Regions from separate parts of the Mus musculus genome. Here all the other regions are linked to region 3. The links are chromatin contacts, called in public Hi-C and promoter capture Hi-C maps. All regions are on one chromosome and are shown on one strand. Each heading gives the region's core, a stretch centred on a gene start, on an enhancer-like site or on the middle of the called end of the contact. The rest is flanking DNA. Distances are from core to core; before and after follow the strand shown.

Region 1 (2,700 bases), core at 21-2,520, 520 kb after region 3:
TCTGAAATCTTAGACAGGCCTGAATGTAGCTGGGTGCTTGCTTCAACCTCTAAAGCACAGAGGAATGGCGAGTGGGGTCCTGCTCCTCAGAGCTGAGGTTCCATCCAGCAAGGGCACACATCCAAACTGGCCTCTCGGATTGTTCTCGGTCTTCTGCTGCTCTTTAACAGCCCATTGGATCTGGGACGGCATCTTGCCCCCGTTCCCACTCCCACTCCCAGCTAGCCTGCCCACTAGTGGTTGAGAGACTATCAGTCACGGTTCTAAGGATGGGTTTCTCCTGAGGACTGCAGGCACCAAGGCATAATTAAGGAACTCGAACAGGTCCTTCTGCCTTCTGGGCTCGCCTCCAAATAATGGCGCTGCGCAGAGAGTAGCCTGTTATTCACACGATCCCCCCCCCCCCCCCCCCGTTTAGGTGGAATATCTTCTTCTTCTTCTTCTTCTTCTTCTTCTTCTTCTTCTTCTTCTTCTTCTTCTTCTTCTTCTTCTTCTTCTTCTTCTTCTTCTTCTTCTTCTTCTTCTTCTTCTTCTTCTTCTTCTTCTTCTTCTTCTCCTCCTCCTCCTCCTCCTCCTCCTCCTTCTCCTCCTCCTCCTCCTCCTCCTCCTCCTCCTCCTCCTTCTCCTCTCCTCCTTCTCCTTCTCCTCTCCTTCTCCTTCTTCCTCTTCTTCTTTTTTGTAACCTGACACCCACATCTTCATGACTGCAGCTGTGTATAACTCTCACAAGGAGGGAACCCTGACCACCAAATTCTTCCTCCTTCCTCCTATTTCTCTCAGTGTTGGGATGGTAGAGGTGAGGTGAAAGATTTATGCCACAAAGAGGTACAAGCCATTTTCTCCTCCGAGGCTCCTGCTGGGGGTAAGGGGTGGGTGAGGAGCCCTGATACCAACAGCTATGGACTAGCCTCCTCTTAGCAGTCAGCTTCTCTGCTTTCCAGAGTCCCCAGCAGCTGGAGGTGGGGTCTGACCTTGGACATCAGGGAACAGCACGCGCAGGGGCTAAGTGACCTCAGTTCGGTAGATAGGTGTCTGCTCCTAGAAACTGCCTTATTCCCCCTCACTATGCTCCAGTTCCTTCCTCCCGGCCACCTCAGGTGAAAAGATCTGCATGAAATTCTTTTGCCTTTTCTTGCAGCCGCCAAGTCTTTAACTTTCTTGCACCAATCGCCTTTTCAGGAGGACAAGAAATGAGCTATGATAGGCTATTCAGGAAGTTGAAGACAGCTGATTGGTGCTAATGGGTGTGGGGCGGGCCCTGCCTCTGTCCCATTCTTTCTAGTTAATCATGAGAGAGGCTTTTAACAGAGTCCTACAACCTGGGTTGACTTGAGCCGTCCCTCACTGCCTGGCTGACTCGTCTCTGAGCGTCTTGATAGGGGCCCACCACATCCCTTCCCACCTTACTCAGCTGGTGACTCTGTCTTAGATCACTGCTCCGTGGCTTGAGCACTTTGTCTCTGCTCCGGAAGAGGTTTTGCTCTGTCATAGCTCTCCTCCTCCAGAGGCCAGTGCATCAAAAGAGAGTCAGCACCCTGTAAATAGTTGTGATCCTAGGTGAGTGGCAGGTGTCACACACGCGTGTGTTGCTTGCCGTGACGAAAATGCAATGCGCAAGCAGAAAGCAACAATTGGTTCTTTGTTACAGCATTCCACGCTGGGTTCCATCCAGCATGGCTCCATACCTTTGCGGGGGGAGGAGGGGGAGTAACTAATGACTGCCTCGGATTCCTAAGGGTGAAAGGCTTAGAGGCACTGGGGGGCGGGGTGGCGGCGGGGGAGGGCGGCTAATGCAACCCAGTGTGAAACTCTGCCTCTGTCTGCTATGCTCTCCTTCTGTGAACTCCAGTACTTGATCTCTTGGTATCCCTAGTTTCCTCATGACTAAAATGGGACTGATCATAGTATTAAATAATCTTATGCGTAAAGCATTTACAATGTTGGCTAGCACACAGTAAGCACCGTACAAATTTGCTATTATGAGCACTAAGTGTCACTCTGAAGAGTTCCGTTCTTTTGTAACTAGGAAATGTGATTCTTTTTCCTTAGTTTTCCAAAAGAAGAAAAAACAAAAGAAAGGAAGGAAGGAAGAAAGAAAGAAAGATAGATAGATTTTATTTTATTTATATGGCTGGGCGTGGTGGTACACACTTTTAATCCCAGCACTTGGGAGAGACAAAGACAAGTGGGTTTCTGTGAGTTTGAGGCCAGCCTGGTCTACATAGTGAGTTCCAGAACAGCCAGAGTGAGACCCCCAACTTTAAAATGTGTGTGTGGCCGGGTGTGGTGGCGCACGCCTTTAATCCCAGCACTCGGGAGGCAGAGGCAGGCGGATTTCTGAGTTCGAGGCCAGCCTGGTCTACAAAGTGAGTTCCAGGACAGCCAAGACTACACAGAGAAGCCCTCCCTGTCTTGAAAAACAAAAACAAAAAACAAACAAAAAAGAATAAAATGCGTGTGTGTGTGTGTGTGTGCACATATGCATGTGTGTGTGTGTGTGTGTGTGTGTGTGTGTGTGTGTGTGTGCACATATGCATGTGTGTGTGTGTGTGTGTGTGTGTGTGTGCACATATGCATGTGTGTATGGCTGCGGAGACTAGAGATGTTGAGTTTTCCTGGAGCTGGAGTTACAGGCAGTTATGAACTGCCTGACATGAAGCCAGGCCCAATTTTCTTTAAGACATTCAATCCTTGGACCCC
Region 2 (2,700 bases), core at 71-2,570, 800 kb after region 3:
TTCATACTGCTAACTCTAAAATTTCTATAATTTTATAAATCACTGTAAAGAACTCACACATGTTTATGTAGCTCATCCCAAGCCCCAGAGTCTTATCAATTCCTTCCTGAGCCTGGCTCCTAATCCTCACTCAAAGCCTCTTGGCTGAGCTAAATCCCACACCACTCTAGCAAAGTCAATTCCAAGAGCACATGTGCCAAGGATATTTAGTGGTTTTCCTTACACTCCCACTTTAAACGGGCATCTACTTGCAATTAAATCTCTGCAACAAAAAAAGTTCACCTGAGGCCATTCTTGTCATTTTAATAGAGGCCTGGTTTAATAGTGGCCTTGCCTCAGCTATTACATACCTCCAAAGAGGTTGGAAGTGCCCCAAACACCAGCAAACCAAATCTGCTGCCAACTGGGCTGTCACCCCGCAAGGAAGAATAAAGTATCAGGAATGCTTGAAAGGTTATAGTGTGTGTGTGTGTGTGTGTGTGTGTGTGTGTGTGTGTGCGCGCGCGCGCGCGTGCTCGTGCGCACTTTTAGTGTGTGTGTGCTGGGGAGGGTCACACTGATTAGATAAAGTGGTTGAACAATTTCAACTTGTGACTGAAGTTTCTTAAGCCACGAGGGGGTAAAAAAAAAAGAAGAAGAAAAAAGAAAACAACAAATCAACACGGTCTTCTTCCACCTTCTCCAAGCGCGGGAACCTCCCACCGTCCCCGCGAGCACCTTCGGGGTCAGCAAGGCTCCCCGCAGAACAGGATTTTGCAATCCCACGCCCTCGCTGGGGGAAGCCGGGGACGCCCGGGTGAGTCCCGGCCCACTCTGCGGCGCCGCACCCCGACTCCTCGCCCCCAGGTCTGCACTCCTCGGCCCCGTGGGGCTCGCGTTCCCGCCCCGAGCACGGTTCACCTGAGGCCGCGCGGCCAGCCAGTCCGAAGCCCCCTCGGCGTGGGAAGCGCGGCGGGACCCCGGGCCCTCCGCTCCCGCAGGATTACCTCGCAGCGCAGCCGGCTTTGTGCCCACTCCTTCGCCACCGCCGGGCTGCAGCGGCCGCCCGGTCCGCCGCAGCCGCCTCTTAACGTCGCTCGCTCGGTTCCCGAGGAGAGGGCCGGGAAGGGAGGGGGCGTGGAGACGCAGGACCTGGACGCCGAGCCCTCGGCAGCGGGAAGTGGCGACACCTGGTCGCCGACGCGTCTAGCTCTCGCTGCTTCAAAACATCATTTAAAGCCCTTTCCTCTCCCTCCAGCCCCTCGCCCGCACGACCGTTACCGGCGGGCGCCTCGCGCTCTGGCGGGACCAGCCGAACTCCCCACGAACGCCCTCTGGCCCGCCCCTTGGGCTCCGCCTCCACAGGGTCCAGGACTCCGCCCCCTACAGGCTTAGTCTCGCTTAGCACCCCGAAGGCCCCGCCCCACAGGCCTGAACGCCTTGGCCCCGCCTACCACAGGCCACGCCTCAGGGCTCTTGATTCCGCCCTCTACAGGCTTGACCCTTCTAGTACCCCAGCTTCAAGGCCCCGCCCCATGGCCCGAGAGCTCTAGCCCCGCCTCTTATAGGCCACGCCCCAGCAGCCTTCACTCCGCCCAGTACGGGCTGGGCCCTCGTAGCTCAAAAGCGTGCCCCTGGTTCCGCCCTTCGCCAGCCCAGCGTTTTTGCTCCGCTCCTAATAGGCCACGCCCCCAACAGGCTCTCGCAGGTCCAGGCCCCGCCTCTGCTGCCCCTTGAGATCTCTGGCCCCGCCCCTCGAGGCCCCCCTTCGAGCTGCAAGCTCCGTATCCGTGCAGCTGCGGCAGTGGGGGCCTACGTGCTCCGCAGGCGGAGGGCCTGTTGCAGGGCGCCTGCCTGGCGCCTCTGCAAGGTCTTCCTCCCTCAGTGCAGCTCCGATCCGCTGCCGGAGAAGGAAACGACCCCGAGAGAAACCCGATTGAGAGTGGGAGGGTGACGCCACGGAAACATCTACCTCCCCAGTCCTAACGTGCTTCCCCCACCCAGTGAATCTCAGCTGAGCCGTAGCTTTCAGATTGAGCTTCTGTGGCCCACTGAGGCCGCTGGGTTTTTGGGGGGAGAGGCCACAATAGTTGGACTTCAGCTCGGCTCCCACAGGAGGGGGCCTCGATTTTCTCTTCAGCATATTTGCGTTTGGGGGAGCCTCCCGCCTTCACTCACTCCCACAGAGGGACGGGGCAAGGGCCTTTATATTCATTTGGACCAGCCCAAACTCTGCACTCCTACTTTGGCTAATTGCCTCTTAAACCTTCTGAGAGCTGACCTCTTGGGAGATGAAAAGTCTAGGCTCCGCCAGCAGCCTTCAAAATCTGTCTAAAGCCAGGCAAACTTTGCAACACTCATTTGCAGAGTCGGGGATCCCTCCACAGGTGACACTGGGCTGCCCACCCCCGCCTCCCAGACGGGTTTCTCACCCCAACCTATTCTCGAAATAGACCTCCAGGCACACGCTCGCTGCTCTCCTCTGCCACCCACGACTTGCACACCACTCCGGCACACATGCCCTCTCCACTGCACGAATTCACCCTCAAGCACACTCCTCCCAACACCATTCTAGTGATTCATGGTCCCTGGGGTTAACCCCACCCTAACACACACAGCAAACTTCATTTCCCCACCCTTATCTCCCGTCCTTTCCAAGGCACTGGCGACAGGCCACTTCATTTCCTTCCTCATCTGCAGGCTCTCTTCCCCCTCAAATAC
Region 3 (2,700 bases), core at 12-2,511:
CCCCAAAAGCATCTTCTTTCCGATTCCCAAATAGACAAGCAATTCCACCTGTTTGTAAACCCCCCACTTGCACTGTTAACACAAACCTCTGCGGAGAGGGACGGGGGAGCGAGGGGAGAGGGAGAGAGAGAGAGAGGCGGGCGAATTACTGCTTTGGAGTCCTTATTCTTCTACCTAGGCATGGGGGAGGGGATGGTACAAAACAATGGATACCGAGGGGCTAGGGGGAAAATCTTTTTGCCCTGCAGCCTCCTGCGTTCCGAGCTGGGGGCGGGGAGTTACACTACTTTTCCTCCAGCCCTCAAAGCCGACACGGAGATTGCCACCAGGCGTGTTTAGCAGGGCGGTCTCTGCGGCCACAACTCCTTTCACTCGGCAACACACCCAACGCCGAACCCACCACTCGTCCCGCAGGGTCTGCGAGGAGGAGACCGCTCAGCGCCGAGGACTTTGGGGTGGAGGCGCAGAGACCCCACCCCACAGCCCTACGGCCGCGCCCGCCCTCCCGCCCGCCCGCCCGCCCGGCGCCAAGCGTCCTCGCGACCCGGGCAGCCCCGCAGTCCCGGCCGGGAGGCGCCGAGAGACCGGAGCAGCCGGAGCGCGACTGACTCGCCGCCCCGGGCCCGCGCCCGCGCCCCGGCGCTGTCCCGGCCGCCCGCTCCGCAGTAGGCCCGGCCCGGCGCTGTCAGGGGGCAGCCTGCCGCTCCCCGTGTCCCGCCCGCCGGCCCCGCGCGGGCAGCGGCTCCGAGGCTCCGGCGCCCCGGGCCGTGGCACCCCGGAAAGCGGCCGCGGCGCCTCCCAGGGCCCCGACCCCTCAGGCCTCGCCCCGGCTCCGGCGGCTCGCGCCTGTCAGGACGTGTGGGCCTCCCCTTACCGACGGCCGGCCGGGCCCCCCGACAGGCAGGAAAGCAGAGAACCGGCCCACGGGCGCTCCTGTGCCGCTCCCGCCCCAGGCTGCCGTCCGGAGCCCGGACTCCACCATCCCTGCTCACCTCCTTCCTCCTCCTCGTCCTCCGCTCCCCGAGCGACGCTCCCCTGCCACCGCCCCCCCGCCCCTCCCCCACTCGCCCCGCCCCTCCACACACTCTGGCTCCAATCGCCCCGCCCCAGCCCCCTTGAGCGAGCCTGGGCATTCGCTAGGGAGGAGGGATGGGCGGAGCCAGAGCAAAAGCAGTCACCCAATCAGAGGGAAACCTTGGCGCCAGCTTCCCTGTCCCCGCCCTTTTCCTTTCCTCCGCGGCAGTGCGCGGTCTCCCGCCCACTGGGCGCCGCTGGCTAGCTCCGCCACAGAGAAAAGCCTCCAGCCGGGTAGAGAAACGACTCCCAGTCGGAAGTTACGGTTGAAGCCCAGGCAGCCATAATTGATGATGGCAGGAGGCGTTTCCTGTCACCCGTTTGACGTACGTTTTTCCTGCTTTTGGTTCCCCGTTACCCCAGGCAACAGCAGAGCGGTCTGGAAAGGGATGCACCTGTAAGTATACTTACGGAGGATGTGCACACACACAGTCCACACTGGGCGAGTTAATTCGCGATCGGGAACTGCCGGTTTGCTTGCCAGACCCTTTACGGAGCCCCTGATCGCTTACCTAGAACTACAGTTTAGGGCTTCAAAACTCCCTCGCACCGGAAGTTGCGCTTGCACTTCCTAGTAGGGTCATGGCCAGGAGGTGGGAGTAGCCGGACCCCGCCTGCGCCCCAGGGGGTGCCTCCTCTCCCAGAGCTGACGAGTGAGGTAAGTGTCCCTGACGCCCTACAGCAGGGCCGGCCAGGCCGGATGAACCGCAGGGAGGGAGCTGGGAGAAGACTAAGCGGAGGCCCCGGGCCGCTTCCGCTGGCAGAGGGTTTCCTTTCCGGCTGGTGGGGCGGTGGCCAGCCTTCCCTCCGCCCCTCTGAGGTTCCCTGTAGGGCGAGGCAGCCGGATCGGCCGCCGGGCGAGGCCAGGCCCGCAGTCCCTAGGTCTGCACAGTGGGGCACGGTGCACGCCTCCTCGAGTTCCTGTCGAGTACAGTACTTTCACTCCCTGGCCTTTAGAAACTCCAAATTTTGGGAACCAAAGAAACCGGTTTCCACCCCAGCTATCAAAGAAAAAGATGACTTCCCTGAGCCAACCCGCAAAGCAAAACCTTCCCTTTCATCTTTGATTTTTCTTCCCTTTCTGTCCTGCCTCCCCTTTCTGAGCTCTATGTAAGCTTCAACTAGAAGTCTGGGTTAGGGTATATTGAAGTAGTTAGTCCTGGGTGTTTACGATTGTGAATATCCTTTTAAAGGACATTTTAAAAATATTTAAAATGCTTTATGTGTCTCCAAGACATTGTCTCATGTAGTTCCTTCTGTGGACGTTTGGAGTCAAGAAGTCAATCGTTCTGATAACTACAGATTGGATTCCTAAAGGTGCAAGAAAAAAAAAAAGAACAATTTTCAGGTAAATTGAAATATGCTTATACCTAACCAAACGAAAATTAAAGTACAAATCTACCTTCTCTACCTATGTTCCAGAAAAAAAAATGAAGTAATCCTGTTCTCCTGAGGTTTACTGTTGTAGTCAGCTGTCACCTTTTGTGATGTGTGTCCATTTACCTGCTTGGTAATTGTTAAGATTCTGCTATGTACACATTTCTTTCCTATTCATATTCCAACTTTAGTACTATCTAGAAGTCATTTATAGGTCTGCAGTTAGGCAGACCCTAACATAAATTTGCT

Evidence for each region. A called contact is a pair of places that touch in the nucleus more often than the background predicts. Capture Hi-C pulls out chosen DNA fragments and counts their contacts.
Region 1: a Hi-C map of regulatory T cells shows a contact between it and region 3, with 12 times the contacts expected there. The contact joins the enhancer-like site here to the promoter of Bbip1 in region 3. A contact is called at or near these places in 1 of 484 Hi-C or Micro-C datasets (regulatory T cells), 6 of 115 datasets of contacts at active chromatin or transcription factors (cardiomyocytes, double positive thymocytes, epiblast stem cells and 3 more) and 2 of 9 other capture datasets (adipose tissue and liver).
Region 2: a contact with region 3 is called in a promoter capture Hi-C map of adipose tissue, with 2.1 times the contacts expected there. The contact joins the promoter of Add3 here to the promoter of Bbip1 in region 3. A contact is called at or near these places in 3 of 39 promoter capture datasets (the C10 cell line, neutrophils and pre-B cells), 3 of 484 Hi-C or Micro-C datasets (embryonic stem cells and muscle stem cells) and 2 of 9 other capture datasets (adipose tissue and liver).

The regions. Positions count from the first base shown.
Region 1 is chr19:53,420,046-53,422,745 of GRCm38.p6, reverse strand. No RefSeq gene overlaps it. Among named protein-coding and RNA genes, the nearest start is that of Smndc1, 31 kb to the right of the region's middle. Within about 2 kb of position 1,270, at least 341 of the 459 cell types and tissues checked have an H3K27ac peak or open chromatin away from gene starts, as enhancers often do. A contact at or near this core is called in adipose tissue, double positive thymocytes, epiblast stem cells and 2 more, where this site is marked.
Region 2 is chr19:53,141,376-53,144,075 of GRCm38.p6, reverse strand. Add3 (adducin 3 (gamma)) reads right to left here and starts at 1,320. Exons shown (of 15, transcript NM_001277100.1): 1 at 987-1,320.
Region 3 is chr19:53,943,188-53,945,887 of GRCm38.p6, reverse strand. Bbip1 (BBSome interacting protein 1) reads left to right here and starts at 1,261. Exons shown (of 4, transcript NM_001195338.1): 1 at 1,261-1,732; 2 at 2,309-2,422. It overlaps Shoc2 (Shoc2, leucine rich repeat scaffold protein), which reads right to left and starts at 1,012. Exons shown (of 9, transcript NM_019658.6): 1 at 875-1,012.